2 separate regions of the Mus musculus genome follow, and region 1 is linked to region 2. A link is a contact called in public Hi-C data. All regions are on one chromosome and are shown on one strand. The core of a region is the stretch at or near the end of the contact, and the rest is flanking DNA. Distances in the headings are between cores, read along the strand shown.

Region 1 (5,329 bases), core at 336-2,835, 240 kb after region 2:
AATGTGCATGAGGGAAAGATGACTGAAAGTATCAGAAACAGATATATATTTAATGTTCTGATATTGAAAAACCAAGGAAAGAAAGTGGGATAGGATTGGTGGAGGATGGTTTGAACAGAAACTGTCTTTTCTTAATAGTTTTGGGAAGGGTGTGATGGGGTAAACCTGCTAACTCCTTATTTCTGTCCTCTGCTTAAATATCTGAGCTATATGCTTTTTTTCATGACTCATACTACCACCACCCTAAACTGGTCATGAATTGAAAACAGGAAAGAGGAAGGAGCCTTTAAAAGGACTGGTCTCAACAGAATTGTTAGGGGTTCACTGACTTCCCCTTATATGTTCATCAGGCTTTAATTATATTCTTATCTGGTGCTCTCTTCTTAAACAAACAAAAAAAAATCGGCAAGAATTTAGATTCATGCGGATTGTCTCCTGTAACAATTTCTAACTCTGTAATGTTTACCAAAACCCTCCCAACGTTTCTGCCATGATGATGTCATAAGATAGAGTATCTTCTCGTCATTCACTAGTATTTTTTCTTTATGTCTTCTCTTTATCATTGAGCACAATTTAATAATCTCAAGAATATGTGCTAGCTCTCTTATTGTTAGAAACATACTATAGTTAAAAATCAACTATACCTCAGACATAAGCTATAGTAAAGAGGATCAATTATTTGCTAGCTATAGAATATTGCACCAAACAGAAAGGGAATATAAAACTTTCTTAGCAGCAGTCCACAGAACATAAAAGATCACACTGTAGACCACTAAATGTGCTTTAACAAATACAAAAGAATCAAAGTACATCTATGTCTTAAAACATAGAACTTAACATAGTACATAACACTTAACATAGTGAAATAAAAACAAAAATTGCCAACAATGGGAACTACACAAATGTTTGAATAATGAGCAATATGTTTTTGAATGAACAGTTCATCACTGAATAAATCAAGAAGGACAATTTAGGAATCTAAAATTTTCATATGGTTAAACAAAACTGATAACACACCTCTCAGTTCCAAAGGAAACTCCAGCTCCCTAAATCCAAAGGGTAGTGCCCATGTCCACAAGTGGCAGTCTAGGCTCAGTTCAAGCTGGACTTTAGAAAGATTTCTCGAATATAGTTAAAATCCTATGGTTGGCATTTCTCAGGAACCTAAAAAGGCAGGTCCCTTGCCTACCAAAAGAGCCCCTTCCCTGGGATATATTTCTGTTGGGTATACCTATGGTTGCATATCAAAGCCTTTGTTGGCTTCTACGCTCCTTCAGACCCTACTCAACATTGTGTTCAAAGCCCAGACTATTCTTCTGGCCCGTCTCCCCTTCCCCATTTCTTCTCCACTATGCTAGCTCCCAGGCTATTGCAGTTCACAGGCTACCCTCTCTCAGATTTATTCTTTTACATCAGGTTTTACCCCATCCCCACCAGCTCTGCTATTCTGGCTTCTCTCACAGATAGTCCTGATATTGTCCAGGCTGCTTCTTTTGTTTGTTGTTTTTTTCTCTGCTCTGGGCTGTTCTAGATGCCTCTAGTTGTTCTCTCTCTCTCTCTTCAACCACCCTCCCCCAACCAGGGAGCATCCATTTCTTTATTGTGCTCTTGCTTACATCTGGTGCCAAAAACCCAGGAGGGAAACAATAAGTCCTTGTTCCCAAGAGGCCAGGCTGCTCCTAACAGAACTAACTAAGCTGCTGATTCGGCCCTAAGGTATGGATCATTTGTTAATTCTGGCTTCTGTCACCCATCATATTCAACTCCAAATTTCGGAGTCCACCTCTCTGGCTGCTTCTCTTCTGCCTGCTTTAAACCCTGTTCTCTCCATCTCTATTCTGGTAAGTGCTACCTCTGAGCTGTCTGCTTAGTCTCTTCTCTCTCCTTGACTTACTGGAGTTTCTCTGTATCTTTGTTTCTATCACTCTCTTCTGGAGCAGTCACACTGCTACACACTTGCTATAAATGTCACACTGGCTACAGTGTATCAGACAGTTTCTTTCACCTTAGGAGGTGCCTGTTGAATGAAAATGGACACCTCTCAATTGTGATTCATTGACATTGCTCTCTGTCAAGTCTCCTGTTCTGCTTGGGGATCAAATTGAGATAGATAATTGTCACCATGTCAACTACCCTTCTAAGACTCTAGTCATTGCCTGACTCCCTCCCCCAGACACTACTATTGACCTGTATTTCAACCTAAAATATCTAGGGTGCAGCTAAGGCAATTCTAAGAAGAAACTTAACAGCTTAAATGCTTAAGACTTATGGAGAGAGAGAGAGAGAGAGAGAGAGAGAGAGAGACATAGACACAGAGACACACAGAGAGAGACAGACAGAGAAAGAAACAGAGACAGAGAAAACCAAATCCAATTGTAGTAAGTTCCAAGAAATAATAAAGATTAGGGTCAAAAGTAATGAAAGAAGATCAAAACAACAATACAAAGAATTGATCAAAGAGTTGGTTCTTTGAAAGACTGACAGGCTCTCGTCTCAGTCTCTCCCTTTCACCTCCCCTCACCTCTTCCACCCCTCTTTCCCCTTCTCAGAAAAGGAGTGACCTCCCATGGATATCAACCAGCCTTGGCTATCAAATTGCAGTAAGGCTAGGCTCAACTGCATCTTCTTCTACTGGGGCTAGACAAGGCAGGCCCGTGAGGAGAAGGCGATCCAAAGGCAGACAATACAGTCAGAGACAATCCTGCTCCCCAGTAAGGAGTCCCAACTGAAGACCCAGGTGTACAACTGTTATAACAAACAGACAGTAGCACACAATTTTGTTACATATAGTAACAAAATTTCATCCCATGGATACAAAGTTGATTAAGCATATGTAAATTTAAAAATATATTGTGGCAAATCCGTATAAGAACAAAAATCACATGATAACCTTAACAGACACAGTAATAATCTTAATAGACATATAGTCAAAACAAACTAAAAGGGGGTTACTATATGTTAATTCTTATGAAATGAACTTATAAAATTATATTTATTAAAAATAAGCCATCTTTTGAAATCAGTTGGATAATTTCATTTTCAAATATTTTAGTTAGAGTTTCTAGTGTAAATGTTCTTAAAGGAATATGTATAACTAGCAGAGCGTTGACACTCTATTATTGAAACAGTTCTCCATAATATCTGCCCATTTATTTATTATTTTTTCAATGATTATAACCACTTAGAAAATGTTTAGGTTTTTATGTAATTCTCACAAGAATTTAGAATTATGAACAAACTGAAAATTTCACAGTCAAGTTACATAAAAAATAATCCTTGAACTTTGCAAAAATTCAGAGACTGCAGATCATCCAATGAAAAAAATCCCCTATAAATGTATTAGCTGTAATATACTAGAATTTCATTATTTCTGTGTGCAAAGCTTTTCATCATCAAGTTAATGTGTAGCACTGTGTAAAAATTGGCACAACATATTGTTCTGTAAATGGCTTTCATTACTTAGCATTATGTCTCAACCTGTCTCAGTAGTGGTTATTTGAAGTTGTATCATCATCTTCAACCTTTCTCAGATTTTATCCCCTTTATGAGAACATTCAGTCTATTTCTAGTTTTATTTCTTTCCTATTATGGGTAACTACTCCGATGAATACTGTTGGTAGCACTGGGGCAGAGTTAATCCTGAGATTCACAATAGAAAAACAAGTTCCACAATTTTGAGCCAAATTTGAACGATGCTTTAACTAAATACTGATCAGGCTAGAATCTGGTCAGGTTTATACTCTGGAATTCCTAGCAAGTGAGACATGTGTTGTGGGTACTTTTAAAGGACAAAACCATATGGCCACCCTATTTTCCATATGGCTTTATTATTTTCCAAGAACTACAACTCCCAGCATTGGAGTAAGTTACCTTGTCCTTGGGCAGGTAGAGCTTACATATTAACTTTGACTCGTTCTGAAAGACCCACAACATGCGGACTCCCCCACGTTCTGACTCAGGATAGGTGACATCCCAAATCACTCATGAGAAATGGTCTTGATGCAAATCGCAAGAGGTTTATTGGGGAAGACCAGTGCACTGGGGACGACTCGTATCCCACGCAGGGGTAGAGGAGTAGACAATGAGCTCAAGGGGTAAGGGGTTTATATAGACCCACAAACCACAAACACCTGGCATTGGGCTTATAGAAAGGCAAAAACTGCCAACACCTGACATCCTGGAACAATGAGGCTATTTTGGACACAGGTCTAGGGGCCTAAATAATTTTTTACTCTCTGTCAGGATCTTTTAGTACATTCTCCACTTGAGTTGTATCCTAAGTTAAATCCTTGATTCCATGATGGGTACCTATTTATTTTGGGATCTAATAATGGTCAGCTGAATGGTACCCAGATGGGAATTATCATCTAGTTGAGACATAAATGATGTGGAAGCCAATAGTAATAATTACCAGAAGCAGAAGGGCCTTATGATGGCTGACATCAGAGTTACTCTTCTAAGGAGCCTGGAAATGGGTGGGACAGTGGTCATTTATTTCAACTCCTGCCAAGGACCAGCCTCAGCTTGGAGAGGAGTTCTGAGAAAGTAGTGTCTGGGAACGAAAAACAAAGGACTTGAAGTAAAATCTTGGGATGGAAGCTGGTAGCCTATGCTCTGCTCCAGACAGCTTCTGCTAGAGATTGTTCTCGTAGCAGTTCTCCCTTAATATTCTACAAAATTCTCTGGAGATCATAAACTCAGTCTTTTATTTTACGTATCCGTCTAGTCCTTTACTTCAGGTTTCCTTTTGATTTGTTTATGAATCGGCATCCCATGATCCCAGCCCCTTAATTCTTAGGAGATAGCAGGCACACATTTTCTTTTAACATTGCACAAGAATTCAGAGATCTGTTTGCCTCTGTTAAACACAGACAGTGAGCTAGGTGGGCGGGATCCCAACCTGAAATTATCATTTCTACCACACCTGGAGCTGAATTAGCTTTGTCCCAGGCCAACCCTGAACTCAGGAATTTGTCTGCATTTGTAAGCATAAACAACAACAACAAAAAAACTCAGCTGGGCATGATCTCATATGATCACCACTCCCTAAATCTCCTTATCTCCTTCCTTAGCATCTTTCTGACCAGTTGGCTCATAATGTAGCTGCCTCTAGTCCTTTAGATTTGAGAAATCCCCCCTATAATTAATATTCCATCCCCAATCTTTTGAGAAATTATATATTTTGAACCCATATTTTTAGAGGTCTTTTCCTTAAGGGCTGTCCTGAAGGTCTCAGTGTTTACTGTTTTGTTAAGATATTTGCCACACCTTTGTCTCCAGGACTCATGTTGTCTCTGATTACCATGGAGTTAGTAGGGAAGACATTCCT
Region 2 (5,647 bases), core at 2,469-4,968:
CTCTAAAATTAGGCTTAGCTTTGTCAAAAGAGCAAAAAACAAAGTAGCATCTTGACACGTTATAATTTATATACTTTTATCTAGACAAATTACTTCTTTTTATTTGACTTTATGCATTATTATGTTGTTTTGTGTATGTGTCTTTATATGGTGTACATATGTGTGCTGGGAAATGTGGGTGGAGGTCAGAGGTCAAATCTGTGGGGTCTAGTGGCCAGGTTTATGCCATAAGCACCTTCATTCACCGAGCCACCTCACTGACCCTAGATATACTATTTGTTGTTAGAAATATAAGTCCTCCCCACCCCCATGTTAGCTATGATATAATGACAACAAGAGAAATATCCATAAATCTATGGAAGTTTTAAATTATATTTTACGGTAGGTCTTTACATTCAAATTTTTGTCCTTCATATGATAATTCCAACTAGTCAGACTGGAAGGAAGGAACAGAAATGTTTATGTGTCAGCCCAGAGAGTAGATTTCTATTTGAGATTCTGATTTGTATTTTGTGAATGCTCTTGATGGTTCATGCAAAAAGATTAACATGAAAAGACAAAATCCAATTCCCCTGATATGCCCATGTGTTTACCACAGTACAGACTTGAGTCTCAAGATAATAAATTTTAATTTTTCTCTTCAAATGAAGAGGACTAGGAGAGTAGGCGAAAGCATTATGTGGCTTTTATTTGTACCCAGGACCATCACCTGATGCCACCATATTGAACTATTTTGTTGCTTAGTTACAGAGAGAAACAAAAAAATACATTTTGCCAATTTATACCTGGCTTATTATTTGGTCTGAATTTCGTATTTGAACTACAAAAACAATTTTTCTTCAAAAGGAACATATGCACACACACAGATATACATACACACACACACACACACACACACACACACACACACACACACACACATACACACACACACACACACACAGACAATGGAAAAAGTAAAAATGAAGCTGACACTATTGCAGCATTCTTTAGCAAGATAGGGAAATATATGCCCACAGCATGCTGCCATTCATTCATATTAACATCTGACCATGAAGAATCAAACCCTTCAATGTCCTTATATTGGGAAAGAAAGAAAGAAAGAAAGAAAGAAAGAAAGAAAGAAAGAAAGAAAGAAAGAAAGAAAGAAAGAAAGAAGGAAAGAAAGAAAGAAAGAGAAACAAACAAACAAACAAAACAGCAAAACCAAAGAAGCAGCCCCGTCTGGACGTCTTGTAATAACTGCTGAACAAACTCCTCCACTTTCTTTAGAGCTTCACCAGGATAGGCAGTTTCTCAACATTTATGCTTCATGGCAAGCTAAGGAGAGAAAGGGAGAGGGATGAAAAAAAAATGAGACCGTATTACTAGGCAGCTCTCTCTACTTTTCCTTCCTGCATTCAGGATTAGAGATCTTATGCCTGGTACCAACCACCACTCCTGTCCACTGTGGTCCTGATAGATGTGTAATACTTACACAAATAGGTCACAGGGCACTGCCCTTTGCCTCTTCCTGTACATTGACTTTGTTGGTACATGTGCCTGATGATGGAGGATGCTGTGTGTTTTCTTTCATTCCTCAGTAGGATAGATGAAAACAAAATGCACAGAGAGAACAAGCGACTCGCCCCTGGGAGAGCTGGGATTCCCGGGTCTCTAGATATATCAAGAAGCAACACTCCTGGGATCTTAATACTTGATGACATCTGATGAAGTGTGAAAACTCAAGAGCATGTAGAGAGACACTCTCAAATAATCTACACCATATCCCTCCTAGACTTTTAATCAGATCCAAAGTTCTTGGCAATTAAATTGTATTCCCTTATAGGGACAAACAATAGACCTTAACTTCCAACTACTAGTGCTTTGCCTCATCCTGGAACATATTAATAACCTATCATTCCAGCAAAGCCCAGGGCAGTCACAACGTCATCTTATTGGTGGCCACAAGAGAGAGGTTAGAACCCTGAGCTCCCACTAGGAAAACAGCATCAACATTTCTTTATGTGACAGAGGATGGCTGGCTATTATCCTAGGTATTGTCTCTAAGGAAAACCTTAGCTTAAAGTCTTGATAACTTTTTGTGTGGTGGAGCCAGTAAAGATCCCCTCAGACCTCCTGCTGGCTAATGCTGCTGGTTAGTCAATGGTCAGATGCAGAGTTTGTTCTGAGTACATCCATTTTGCTATACTGAGTGATAAAGATTTTTTTGGGTTTGGGGTCAAGAACTGTGCTGATGCCTAATAACTCCTGACATTAAAAAGCACTTAGTTATGGGCATAGTGAAGTGAGAGAAGAGAGGTAGGACCCTGCCTCAGACCTAGCCCAGTCTTCAGCCACATTCTTGGCCCCCGTTTTTGTTCTGCCTCCAGTTTTCATATATTATTTAGCAAAGAGGTCCATCAAATAAACACAGAGCTGTTAAGTGTTGTGTGTAATGAATTCCAACCATAAATATTTGATCACAGCTACTGTCTTGGTATTCATTGAGCTATTAACTTTCCACTAAATAGGCTTGCGCCAGGTCACATAGCCACTAATCTTCAGGAATGATTGCACTGCTGCTCAAGCTAGACCCTGAGTTATGGCCACCTGTACTTTGCAGAAATACAATTGAATAGGACGATTAGCTACATAGATCTTATTGTAGTACAAATATTTGTGTCTTCCTCAAAGTCAGGTGCCAAAACCAAACTGCCATGAGATGACATTAGGAGGTGAGCGTGGGAGGTGACTGGATCTGGAGGTGCAGAGACCTCAGAATGAAGGAGAGACTCTTCCCCTTTTCATTATGATAGGATACTCTCAAAGGTCACCATAAGTGAATCAGGAAAAAGACCTTCATGGGGCATGGAATCTAGCATCTTGATCTTGGACTTCTCTGTAAGAAATTAATTCATTGTTTAATCAATTACCAGGTTTTTAAAATTTGTTTGTAGCTTTTAAGTAGCCTGGACAGACTAATAACACCTAGCAAAAAGTGGTAATACCCTGGTTTATAAAAGTATCTGGGAATGAAGGACTTTAGGATAAAGAGCACTAAACAAAATTAGGGAACCAGATTATACAATTTTGCTACTAAAGCCTTGGGTGCTTCAACATCAATGCTTCCCCATTGTTCCCCACTCCTGTAAAACTGTCGGAGAGTAATACAAGTGCTGGAGTTCCTCCCTTAAATATTCCCCCTGGTTTATTTACTGAATAGTTTACAGAAATCCCCTACTAATGCTCTGTAGTCTATTCTACATAATGATAATGAAAAAAAATCATTACAGACACTAGGATGTGCTTTAAGAGAAGAGTCCCTTCCCTTTTAGCCTAAAGGCTCAAACTGAACAACTGCAACAGAACTAACAAGAGGGAGGGAGAGAGAGGACGGGGGGAGGGGGAGAGAGAGAGAGAGAGAGAGAGAGAGAGAGAGAGAGAGAGAGAGAGAGAAAGGGAGGGAGAGGGAGAGGGAGAGGGAGAGGGAGAGGGAGAGGGAGAGGGAGAGGGAGAGGGAGAGGGAGAGGGAGAGGGAGAAAGAGAGAGAATTTATTGTCATCTCTTCTACCCTGGTGCAGAAGAGTCCAGATCAACTCTTTTTGCTGTGAGAAATGTCATTTGAGGATGCTAGTGTGGGTAATGTTCTTGCCTGCTGACTCACCACCCATGGCGGGCTGTCAAAGCCTGGAGCACACTGCAACCTTGAGCTTTCGGGGGCAGGGGAAAGTGAGTGAGGCTGCTTGTGCTGTGCGTTGCTCTTTCCTAATGGCTGGAACTGTGCCAGACCCACAGCTCAGGAAGGAACAATACTTCCTCATGACAGGATAACCAGAACTGGGGTGAGGAGTGTGCTGGGCCAGGAGAGAAGCATTGTCCCCCATCTCTGTTCTAGAGGGGACTGGCACCCATACAGCTAGAGGATGAACAAAAGAGACCTGTTCACGCTTGTACCTGGGTCACTGCAGGGGTCCTGGGAAAAATGACAAATGGTATTTTTTTACAATAATCTAGAAAGACAGGCCACAATTTCCATTGGACCTGGTTGTCCTCAGAGGAACTGTCACCTGGGAAGATTGTTCTTTGCCATGTGCACTGTGTCTTCCTCTTGTAAACACAGCCCACTCTTCATGAGTCAACAGGCCACACATGTCTAGGAGTGTGGGGAATGGGTAGAAGGCCTGGTTCCACCTCTGAATCTTCTCACTAGCAGGCCTGGCTGGGGCTTGGCCAGTGAAATCACATCTTCATGGTAAATCTATGGTCTTATCAACAGTTCTAACCCCTAGAAAAAGCAGCCACACCTTATCTAAAGTGGTTGGCTTGCTCACTACAAATATTTCTTAGGTTAGTGGTTCATGAGCACATAGCCCAGTTTTAGAAAACTGCAAGCCTAGCCCTGACACTGTCTTACACTCCCTTGTACACACTCACCCAGGGACTTTTTCTCCCCTGGGAACATCTTCTGGAGGGGAAACCAATTATAATGCCAAATTCTCTTGCCTAATTGACCTCTACTAAGACCACCCTGCCCTGCACTTACCAAAGCTGGAGACCCCTTTGCAGTTTATGGCCTCATCAATTTCTAGTCTCATAGGCTGTTCTAAGATGTCTCTCTGTTCACATACTATAAACTTCCCACTCGCTTTCCTTTTGAATTTGGATCACACAATATTTATCTGCATTCTTTTTTAAAATTGCTGTTTTTGAAGATTCTCAGTCATCTGTAATAATTCCTCAGTTTCATTACTGATCCCATTATGTCACCAAATAGAGGACAGGTTCAGCAAAAGCTATGTTTATTGAAATAAATCATAAACAGTTTAGATTTATATGCATGTTCCCCTCTGAACTAGAGGAGATAGGTGTGGTTATTAATCAATTGTCTTTGTTTAACTGATAAGAAAACATGGGATTTTGAGAAATTTAGCATTTGTCCTAGCTCACCCAGATGGAAAATGACAGAGCCGGGCTCAAACATAAGAAGTTAACTACTATACCATGTTATTTCCCAACCATTGAGCAAACTTGGCCACAGTGTCAGGGAAATAGTGGCAATGGCCCAGAACTTGGATGTTTGTACAACCCCTGGTGAGAGGGACGCCTATGTGGATGACATCCAGGTATTGTCTACCCCACATTAGGAAGAATAATTTCACAGCTTCCTTGGTAACCTGGTTTGTGGTTTAATCATTAGCCGAAACTATTTTAGCAGAGCTTTATCAGTGCACCACAGTGGGAAGGCAAACGAGACAATTGCCTGGACCACTCGACCTTTGCAAACTTTAGGACAGCTGTAATGTTACTTCCTTTGGCTTTCTCTTTCCCCACTCAATACCACTACTCAGATTACCACTGTCCTTCTCCTATTTAAATACTTTAAGTTGCTTTGTGTATGAGTGCATCAGGGCATGAAATCTCTCATCATTTCCTTGTACCAAAGCCTTGGGGAGCATGCATCTGGGTTTACTTCATCACAGCTCGTAATGCGACGTCCTGATGCCAACTTGTCTGCTGGCAGACTTGTCTTGGACAGACTTGGTTAGTTCTCCTTCAAGGAACTCTACCTGGGTCTCAGAAGCAGCAGTGCACTAAGACCCTGTTGTGATAGAGTCACTGAAGCCATCTGTCAGGAGCCAATCTCCTGGAGTGCTTTCTTATGAGC

The links. A called contact is a pair of places that touch in the nucleus more often than the background predicts.
Region 1: a contact with region 2 is called in a Hi-C map of neural stem cells, with 2.9 times the contacts expected there. The contact joins two enhancer-like sites. A contact is called at or near these places in 5 of 484 Hi-C or Micro-C datasets (bone marrow-derived macrophages, nephron progenitors, neural stem cells and 2 more) and 1 of 115 datasets of contacts at active chromatin or transcription factors (pancreatic cancer cells).

Annotation. Positions count from the first base shown.
Region 1 is chr12:45,092,341-45,097,669 of GRCm38.p6, forward strand. No RefSeq gene overlaps it. Among named protein-coding and RNA genes, the nearest start is that of Gm24731, 14 kb to the right of the region's middle. Within about 2 kb of position 1,586, at least 22 of the 459 cell types and tissues checked have an H3K27ac peak or open chromatin away from gene starts, as enhancers often do. A contact at or near this core is called in neural stem cells, where this site is marked.
Region 2 is chr12:44,854,558-44,860,204 of GRCm38.p6, forward strand. It overlaps Stxbp6 (syntaxin binding protein 6 (amisyn)), which reads right to left. Exons shown (of 6, transcript NM_144552.3): 6 at 1-1,320. The coding sequence ends at 1,297. Among named protein-coding and RNA genes, the nearest start is that of Gm33548, 69 kb to the right of the region's middle. Within about 2 kb of position 3,719, at least 103 of the 459 cell types and tissues checked have an H3K27ac peak or open chromatin away from gene starts, as enhancers often do. A contact at or near this core is called in neural stem cells, where this site is marked.